3 separate regions of the Mus musculus genome follow, and regions 1 and 2 are each linked to region 3. The links are chromatin contacts, called in public HiChIP or PLAC-seq and Micro-C maps. All regions are on one chromosome and are shown on one strand. The core of a region is the stretch at or near the end of the contact, and the rest is flanking DNA. Distances in the headings are between cores, read along the strand shown.

Region 1 (2,700 bases), core at 131-2,630, 310 kb before region 3:
GGATAGGGAAGGAATGACCATACCACCATGTGGGTGATAGACATTGATATATATCATATGTGTTATATGGACATTGATATATATCACCATACAAGGTGACATGTATCTTCATAAGTTCTAAAGTGAGACAAGACAAAAGAAACCAAAACTAGGGGCTGGAGAGAAGGCTCAGCGGGTAAGAGCACTGACTGCTTTTCCAGAGGTCCTGAGTTCAAATCCCAGCAAACACATGGTGGCTCACAACCATCTGTAATGAGATCTGATGCCCTCTTCTGGTGTGTCTGAAGATAGCTACAGTGTACTTAGATATAATAATAAATAAATAAATCTTAAAAAACAAAACAAAAAACCAAAACTAAAATAAAAGCAGACATGGAACCAGGAAACATGGAATTTTCCTGTGGCTACAAAATATTCCATAGGTAATTGGGACTTTTATAGTTTCTCCTCCCCTCAAAAAACAAACAAACAAACAAACAAACCAACCAACCAACCGGGGGTCTGGAGAGATTCCCTAGCTGTTATGAGCAGTTGCTCTCACTGGTTGTTCTCCCAGAGGCTGGGAGAGCACAGGATGCTTCCAACTCCAGTGACAGGGGATTCGATGCCCTCTTCTGACCTCTGTTGGGTACTGCACTCACATAGTAAACACACACACACACACACACACACACACACACACACACACACACACACCCAGCAGGCGAAACACTCATCATAAACGTTCTTCTAAGAATCTTCTTAAAAACCGAACAGTTAGAGTTCAAGTCCCCAGGTGCAGCTCCTGAGCGTCTATAGGAGTCACCCAGACGTGGCGAGGGGGTGCCATCTCGAAGCTGACCTAGCTCAACAGCCATCCTTTGGGTTCCTTTTTGACCTCATCACCTGGGCTGCTTGCTGTGTTGGAGAGGCAGAAACCTCAAGGGAAAGCGACATCTTCACGCCCACTGGGTGTCCAGAGAGAGAGGTGCTAGGTGCTACATCGCATTTTCCCAGTCTCTAAGGAGCATCTTCAAGTTCAGGAGGTTATTTTCCGGGGTCAGCATGGCCCGACCTCTGCAGCTCGTGAAGGGCAGGCTGGGTGGACAGACAGGCAAGGCAGACGCTTGTCTGGTCAGTATTTAGTCTGGAGGCAGTGGACGACGAGGCGAGGTGTCAGTCAGCTTCCTCCATCCCTCTTCTCCGGCCCCCACAAAGGGCAAGGGCCAGACACGTGGGCAGCGGTGAAGAGGCGGAGATGCAAACGAACGGGGCGGAGCCTCATTTGCATAGGCAGTGCACGGCCACCAATCGGGACGGGCGGAGCGACAGCCCGCGCGCCTTTTGGGGGCGGATTGGCAGCCCCGTGGCCCTATGGGAGGTGGGTCCTGCGGCCGGCGGGGGCGGGACGACGGCGGGCGCTGCCCGGCGCACTAGCCGGCTTGCGGGCGCTGCCAGTCTCCGGCGGCGGTGTCCGGCGCGCGGCTGAGCGACCGAGCGTGCGGACGGAGCGGCGGCCTGCTGGGCGGGCTGAGCGGCGCGCGCGGCGGCGGAGAGACGCGGAGCGAGGGACGCGGCGGCGGCGGACGCGGCGACAGGTACGGGCGCCATGGCCGCGGGAATGGGGCGCGCGCACGCGGCGGACCCCGGAGCCAGCCCCGTGCTCGCGGTCCCGCTTCTGCCGCCCCTCGCGCGGCTTCCCCGGGATGGCGTGGACGGGACGCGCGGGAGGCCTGGGCCCCGCGTGGGAGGTGGAGCGGCCGGCGCTCTTCTCCAGCGTCTCCCTCAGCGCGGCGGCGGCGGCTCGCTCGCCCGCGCGCGGCTTTTGTTTCCCGCGCAGCCCACAGGTCCGGGGAGCCCCGTGTCGCTCCGCCACGCCGCCCTCCGGACGCGGAGGAAACTTGGCCTTCCGGAGCCCTGCAAGCCCCGCGGATAACGGAGTGCTCCGCCGCGTCCGCGGGGCCGCGCGATGGGCGTGCCGGCCGGGCACCGCCCTCACCTGCCGCTCCCGAGCCGGCTCGCACCGGGCAGGCAGGTGACCGGAGGGTCTCGGAGGTACTGAGGAGGAAGGGCTAATTAAAAGTTGTCTCGGAGGTGGCTGAGCGGGTACAGCCGCTTGCAGCCAAGCGTGACGACCTGGGTTCGATCCCGGGAACCGACATGGTAGTAGGGGAACCGACTCCAACCGCGAGTTGTCCTCTGACCTCCCTGTGTACACAGCACAAACACCACTGGCTCCGATACACATTCTCATCTCTCACCCCCGCTCTCAATAATACTAAGGAAATAAAAGTTATTTTAGGAATCTTCATTCCCTTCGCCCCAGCGGCATCACCACTCCTGTTCCGGCCATAGTCCTTGACTCCAAACCCAGCATTTTGTGTGTGTGTGTGGGATGAATCTAAGGGAGCACGTTGCATTATGACCATCTTCCTCCTCCTCATCTTCGTCTGTGGATGAGCCAGGTGGAGCGCTTGCGCCTCATTTTTTAAATAATTGGTGTCTGCAGCCATGGCGAAAGCGTTGGAAGGTACAGATCGTAAGCAGAGCGTGCAGAACTTGGGACAGCCCTCGGCGGGGCTCGGGACAGGGTGTACAGCGCTTGGCCGCCATTCAGTAAATTCTGCATGCGGCAGTTGGGAGCTGGTGGTTTGGGGATTTTTTTTTTTTTTTTTTTCCCTTCTTCTTCTTTCAGGAGTGTGTTTTCCAGCGGACCAGGGC
Region 2 (2,700 bases), core at 19-2,518, 380 kb before region 3:
CAAAACTGTGCCCAGAAGCACCCCAGCCTGGGGCCCCAGAGGCAGCTTTCCACCTCCTGGGGTTGGGGTTGGTGGTGGCAGGCGGCAAGCAGACCTTCAGGGAAAGCTTCTCTGTTTGCACACCTGAGCACACTCCAGCAGCTGGACTCTTCCCAGCCTGCACCGCCAGGCTCGGAGACCACTTCATTCCCAGGCAGGAGTAGGGAGTACTCCCATCTATACACGACCTTGGGTAGGGGGCAGAATGACTGAAAGCCTTACCTCAGGAGTGTGGCGATGGAGGATGGGTGGGCACCACTATTGCCCAGTGGGGTGTCGCTTTTATACTTAATTTGCAGGTGCAGAGTGAGTCACTGGAGAGAGTCCAACAGGGCTGTTACTGCCTTGTAGACAGCTCCCTGGGCCGGGCAGGGGGTTGTTCTTCAGGGAACATGCATATTTTAGCCAGGGTAGCCAAAGGGATCCCCAACAAGCATGGGAGGAAATCTTATGGTAAGCTCCTAAGACCCTTGTTGCCTAAACCTCACACCCACCTGAGTTTGGGCAGGCCTCACAGCAGGTGACACAAATACCTTAGGTTCCTCTTGTGAGTCACCCCAGCCTTGCCACTCCATGCTCAAGTCACCAGATCAGATCTCCAGAGCTCTCAGGTAACAGTCTGATTCGGCGTGCTATGCATATGGCCATATGTCATATAAACGCACTTCAGGAGTTTCCAGTTAACTCAAGACGGCAGATGGAGTCCACTCCACCATTCTGGCTCTTGAAGTCACTTCTGGCTGACAGACCAGAAGGCTCAGCTAGAACGTTTAGGCTACCCATCTCTGCCAGCTGATATCTTGTACAGTTACTCCTCCAGGGTCCTCCCCACACTTTTTAAAAAATTAATTGATTTATTTGTTCACGTTACATCCCAATATTAGCCCCCCTCTCCTCCCGGTACTCCCTCACACAGCTCCTCCCATCCCCCCCTTTTCCCCCTTATTTGTGCTACTGGGTATCAAACCCAGGAGCTCATAAGCACTGGGTGGGCAAATACTCTAACACTGAAAGACTTAGCCCCAGAGTCTATTGTCTTAACCATAGTGTGATAACATGACCCATAGTCCCATGAACTGGAGTACGTGCACGCATGAGTATACACACACACACACACACACACACACACACACACACACACAATATGACCTTTGTCAACCACCTTATCAGGACCCTCCCCCAGCTGACAGACCACATCTGTGACTGTTTGTGTCACAGTGTGCCGAAGGCGGGTCATGTGTAGATAGGGCTTCTTTAAAGGCTCTCTCCCTCACTTGGCTCTTGCCTTCTGCTGTCTGAACTTCCAGCTTCCATCCACCCCAGCTTTACCAGACACCATGGAGAAGGTCCTTGTTCTTCTGCTTGTGTCCCTCCTTGCAGTGGCCTATGCAGCTCCCGGACCCCGGGGTCTTATTATCAACCTGGTAAGGAACCTCTGTACAGCCGGCCGAGTCTCATGGGGATTTTGAAAGCACGGCTTCTGACCTCCGGCAGCACACAGCTAGGGCATCCCTCCCTGAGTTCTCGGCTGTCTTAGGAGCCTTTTTGCCAGAGAGATGGAGAACAGCTCCGAACTCCACCTGACTGAGAGGGAGAAAGTGCTCTCTGCAGCAAAGACAGAGAGCCCTAAGGCTTGTCTAGAACCCTGGATAGGAAGGTCCCGTGACTTAAAGACTGACAACTTTCTTAAAAAGCGCATGATAATGACTCTAGTTTCTACCTTCTAATGATACCTTTATCATTTACTTTTATTTCTATGAGTACATTGTAGCTGTCTTCAGACACACTAGAAGAGGACATCAGGGCCTCTAGAAGACCCGTCAGTGCTCTTAACTGCAGAGCCATCTCTCCAGCCTCCTAATGATACCTTTCTGTGGACTAGACCCAGTTCTAAAGGCTGGGAGGATGTGTAGTTTATCTTCATAGTACAGCCCAGAGCCAGGCAGAGGAAGCTGGGGAAACTGGGGCTGTAGCCCCTGTGCAGGGACCCATGCTGCCTTCTCATCATGCCTCAGTGGGGCAAGCCCTGCATGGCCAGCAGCCCCAGGGAAGGCGAGGGGTGTGGGCTAGCCCAGGACAGCCCAGAAACCTCTGTACATGTCTTTTGAACAAGGGTAGAGTCCTCTACTCATTTGAGACAGGACCTCATGGTGTAGCCATGGTTTTCCTGGAACTTATTTTGTAGACCAGGCTAGCCTTGAACGCATAGCCACCCGACTCTGCCTGTCCAGTGCTGAGATTAAAAGCTAGTGCCTCAGCTGGGCATGGTGGCGCACACCTTTAATCCCAGCACTTGGGAGGCAGAGGCAGGAGAATTTCTGAGTTCGAGGCCAGCCTGGTCTACAGAGTGAGTTCCAGGACAGCCAGGGCTACACAGAGAGAGAGAGAAAAAAAAAAGCTAGTGCCTCTGTGTCCAGTAAGTGTGGGGTGTTGTATAGAGATGGCTGCCACCTTCACAGGCTCCTCTAAGAAGTGGCTGAAGCCAAGCACATGATGCCTGTGTATAATCCCACCTCTGCGGAGGCTGGGGCAGGCGGTCACAGGTTGAGGCCAGCCTGGGCTAAATCCACTCCTGCCTGGGCTGTGAGATCCTGTCTCATAAAAAGAAAGGAAGGGGGCTGGTGAGATGGCTCAGTGGGTTAGAGCACCCGACTGCTCTTC
Region 3 (2,700 bases), core at 98-2,597:
CTCTGTGCTGCACGGCTTTACAAACTGATAGAGTCCAATTGAGGGGGCAGAGTGTAGACAATCACAGGAATGAAGAAATACTGTTCGGTAAAGCCAGTAGACCCAGGTTGGGAGTGGGGGTGGGAGGGTGAGGTTACAAGGACTACATTTCTGAGGCAGCGTAGAAAAAAGTTCGCTATTTTTGTCTTGACTAAGAATTGCAGAATTTTAATAGAAAGAAACATTGGGGAATCACCAAACTCAATCTCATCACAGTTCTGATCAGAAACTCAAGTCCACCGTAAGGAAAGGACCTCCACCAAGGTTTCCAAAGCTCAACATGATAGAATTTGAACTTGAACCACACACTCAATCTAGAATCCTTTCCTGCCTCAAATGATACTTCATTTCCATTTACTCTTGATCACCACAACGGTGGCATGGCAGTGGGCATAAGTTATGTATGTGCTGATTGACACTGGAGGCTGGGGGCGGGGGGGGGGGTTAAAGAGGGATGTCAGGAGGGTGAGATGATCATGGTGTTACGGGGCGAAGATCACGAGTTATGTGGATGAGTGGGTGGGAAACAGCCCGAGTCTGGTTTGCAGAAGCCAGGAGAGGACTAAGGGGTGCCCACAGAGGGTAGTCTAGGGGGTCACTAGGGACTACGGGCCTCTTGGAAGCCATGTAATGATTGTATCAGCACTGAGACTGGAGGGTCCAGAAGCAGGGCTGGGGTTAGCACTCAATGAATTGGGGGTCGCCTTGTGAGGTCTGGGGGTCAGGAGTGTGTGTATGGGGTCAAGGAGGAGGAGGAGGGCGGGGTTTGGGAGTCCTGGGGGAGGAGTCTCAGGGCGGGATGGAGGGGCAGGGACCCTGGGTGGGGGTGGGGCCAGGCCGCCGTCCAGGGAGGCCCAGCCGCCAGGCCAGGGACCGAGGAGGGTGGGCACGACGGGCTCCGGACCTTCCCGGGGCCCCGCGTTCGCCCAGCCTCCCGCCTCGGGGCACGGTGGACCCACTCTTCCCGCGGCCACCAACCTGACAGCCCCCGAGGGCGACTCCGCCGACAGACCACCATGCACCGGGCCCTGCCACCAGCGCCGGCCCCGCAACCCGCCTGCGCCATAGCCCGCCCGCGCGCGGCTTGCCTCGCGCGATATCCAGGTTCCAGGGCGGCCGCACTTCCCTCTCGCTCCCGGCGCGGCCTCCGCCGGGCCCCGGAACCCGGATGACCAGCGCGGGGCCACGCTCCAGCCCGCCCCCCTCCGCCGCGGCGGCCGGCCTGCTTATCCCGGTTCCCGGGCCCCGGAGCCCAGGCCGCCGAGTCTCCTCAGGCGAGCCTCGGAGCTCCGCCTCGCTCTTCTCTCCGCTGGCCGCCGGGTGACGCGGCCTCGCCAGCCCGGGCGCCCGGGGAGGGCGTGATGACGTCACGACGCCGGGTGGAAGCCGCGGTCGCCATAGCAACGGGGGAAAAAATCGAGCGGCGGTGGGCTGCTCGGGAGGAAGCCATTGCAGGTATCTCTAGGTGGTTCCTGCAGAGGACGGTGACCAGACGCCTGGAGGGGATGGGACTCCGAGGGACAGTCCTCCCAGCGCCCTGTGCAACGGCGCCCCAAGGGATGGCGTCCCGACAGTCATCTCTGCTGGATGGTCCTCCCCCTGGGACTTCACCCTAAGGGACGCTTCTCTCCCGCTCTGTCAGAAGGTGAACTGGGGCTCAGCACCCTGAGGGACTTAGGGACGGTCCTCCCTGTGGACAGTCTCCGTGAGAGATGGTCCTTCTGCATGGACTGCACCCCGAGGGACAATCCTTCCTGCACTTTGTGGGAAGATGCCCGAGGGGTGGGGGTGGGGGGACAGCATTATGAAGGATGGAGCCCTGACAGTCCTTCCTGCGGGACAATTCTCCCTGCAGTACTGGCTTTTCCCATATGCCCTGGGGAACGTGAGTGTTTATGAGGGATGGTGCACCCATCCTGTCCCCTGAGGAAGGGCCCTGACGTTCCCCTCTGCTCGACTCATCTTCCTGAGGGATGATTCTCTCTGAAGGAAGGTTCCCTGACAACACTTGCTTCCTTCTACTGCCTTCCCTGAGAAATGACACTCTGATGGTCGACCCCTGAGGGACAACGCCCCGAGAGTCTTCTCAGGTTCTTGGGCGTTCATTCATTCCTCCATCAGCTCCCCAAAACCAACAGGTCCCCTTGATAGGGTAGCAGTGTGAGGAACAAAACCAAGTGCCCCCTTTCTTCTCTGTTTTTCCATAGTTTTGTCCTTTTTTTGGACTCAAACTGTGGATCCCAAGGTGGCCTTGAACTTGTGATCCTCCTGCCTCATCTTTACACCTGACACCTAACTTTAAAAGTTCTTTTTATTATCTCTCTTCCAAGCAGGGAGGAATTGTGGTTCAGGATATTTTCAGAAATTGAGAGAAAATAAGCTTCCAATTAAAAATAAGAAGATGAAGGGGGAGGAGCCTTGGCACGGGCATGTTAACCCCGAGGTCCCAGTGTGGTACTGGAATTTCCACCTGGTGCCCTAGTATATACCCAGTTAGAGCCAGCTCTGCCATCCTAGCACGACACACATGGGATCTTTCCAGGGTTTTATAGCACGGATTATTGGTTAGAAATACAGCAAGAAAGCCAGACACGGTGGTGTACAACTGTAATCCCCTGCACTGGGGAGGTGAAACCAGGAGGGTCAAGAGTTCACCATCAG

The links. Hi-C and Micro-C count contacts between places; a contact is called where the count stands out from the background. HiChIP or PLAC-seq counts read pairs in DNA pulled down with a chosen protein or histone mark.
Region 1: a contact with region 3 is called in a Micro-C map of embryonic stem cells, with 4 times the contacts expected there. The contact joins the promoter of Fkbp5 here to the promoter of Zfp523 in region 3. A contact is called at or near these places in 3 of 39 promoter capture datasets (the 3T3-L1 cell line, maxillary cranial neural crest and pre-B cells), 1 of 484 Hi-C or Micro-C datasets (embryonic stem cells) and 2 of 115 datasets of contacts at active chromatin or transcription factors (embryonic stem cells and pancreatic cancer cells).
Region 2: a FOXA1 HiChIP or PLAC-seq map of pancreatic cancer cells shows a contact between it and region 3. The contact joins the promoter of Clps here to the promoter of Zfp523 in region 3. A contact is called at or near these places in 4 of 39 promoter capture datasets (the C10 cell line, hippocampal neurons and liver) and 1 of 115 datasets of contacts at active chromatin or transcription factors (pancreatic cancer cells).

Annotation. Positions count from the first base shown.
Region 1 is chr17:28,484,829-28,487,528 of GRCm38.p6, reverse strand. It overlaps Fkbp5 (FK506 binding protein 5), which reads left to right and starts at 1,380. Exons shown (of 11, transcript NM_010220.4): 1 at 1,380-1,577.
Region 2 is chr17:28,559,334-28,562,033 of GRCm38.p6, reverse strand. It overlaps Clps (colipase, pancreatic), which reads left to right and starts at 1,268. Exons shown (of 3, transcript NM_025469.3): 1 at 1,268-1,463. The coding sequence starts at 1,377.
Region 3 is chr17:28,175,843-28,178,542 of GRCm38.p6, reverse strand. It overlaps Zfp523 (zinc finger protein 523), which reads right to left and starts at 1,347. Exons shown (of 14, transcript NM_001357995.1): 1 at 1,018-1,347.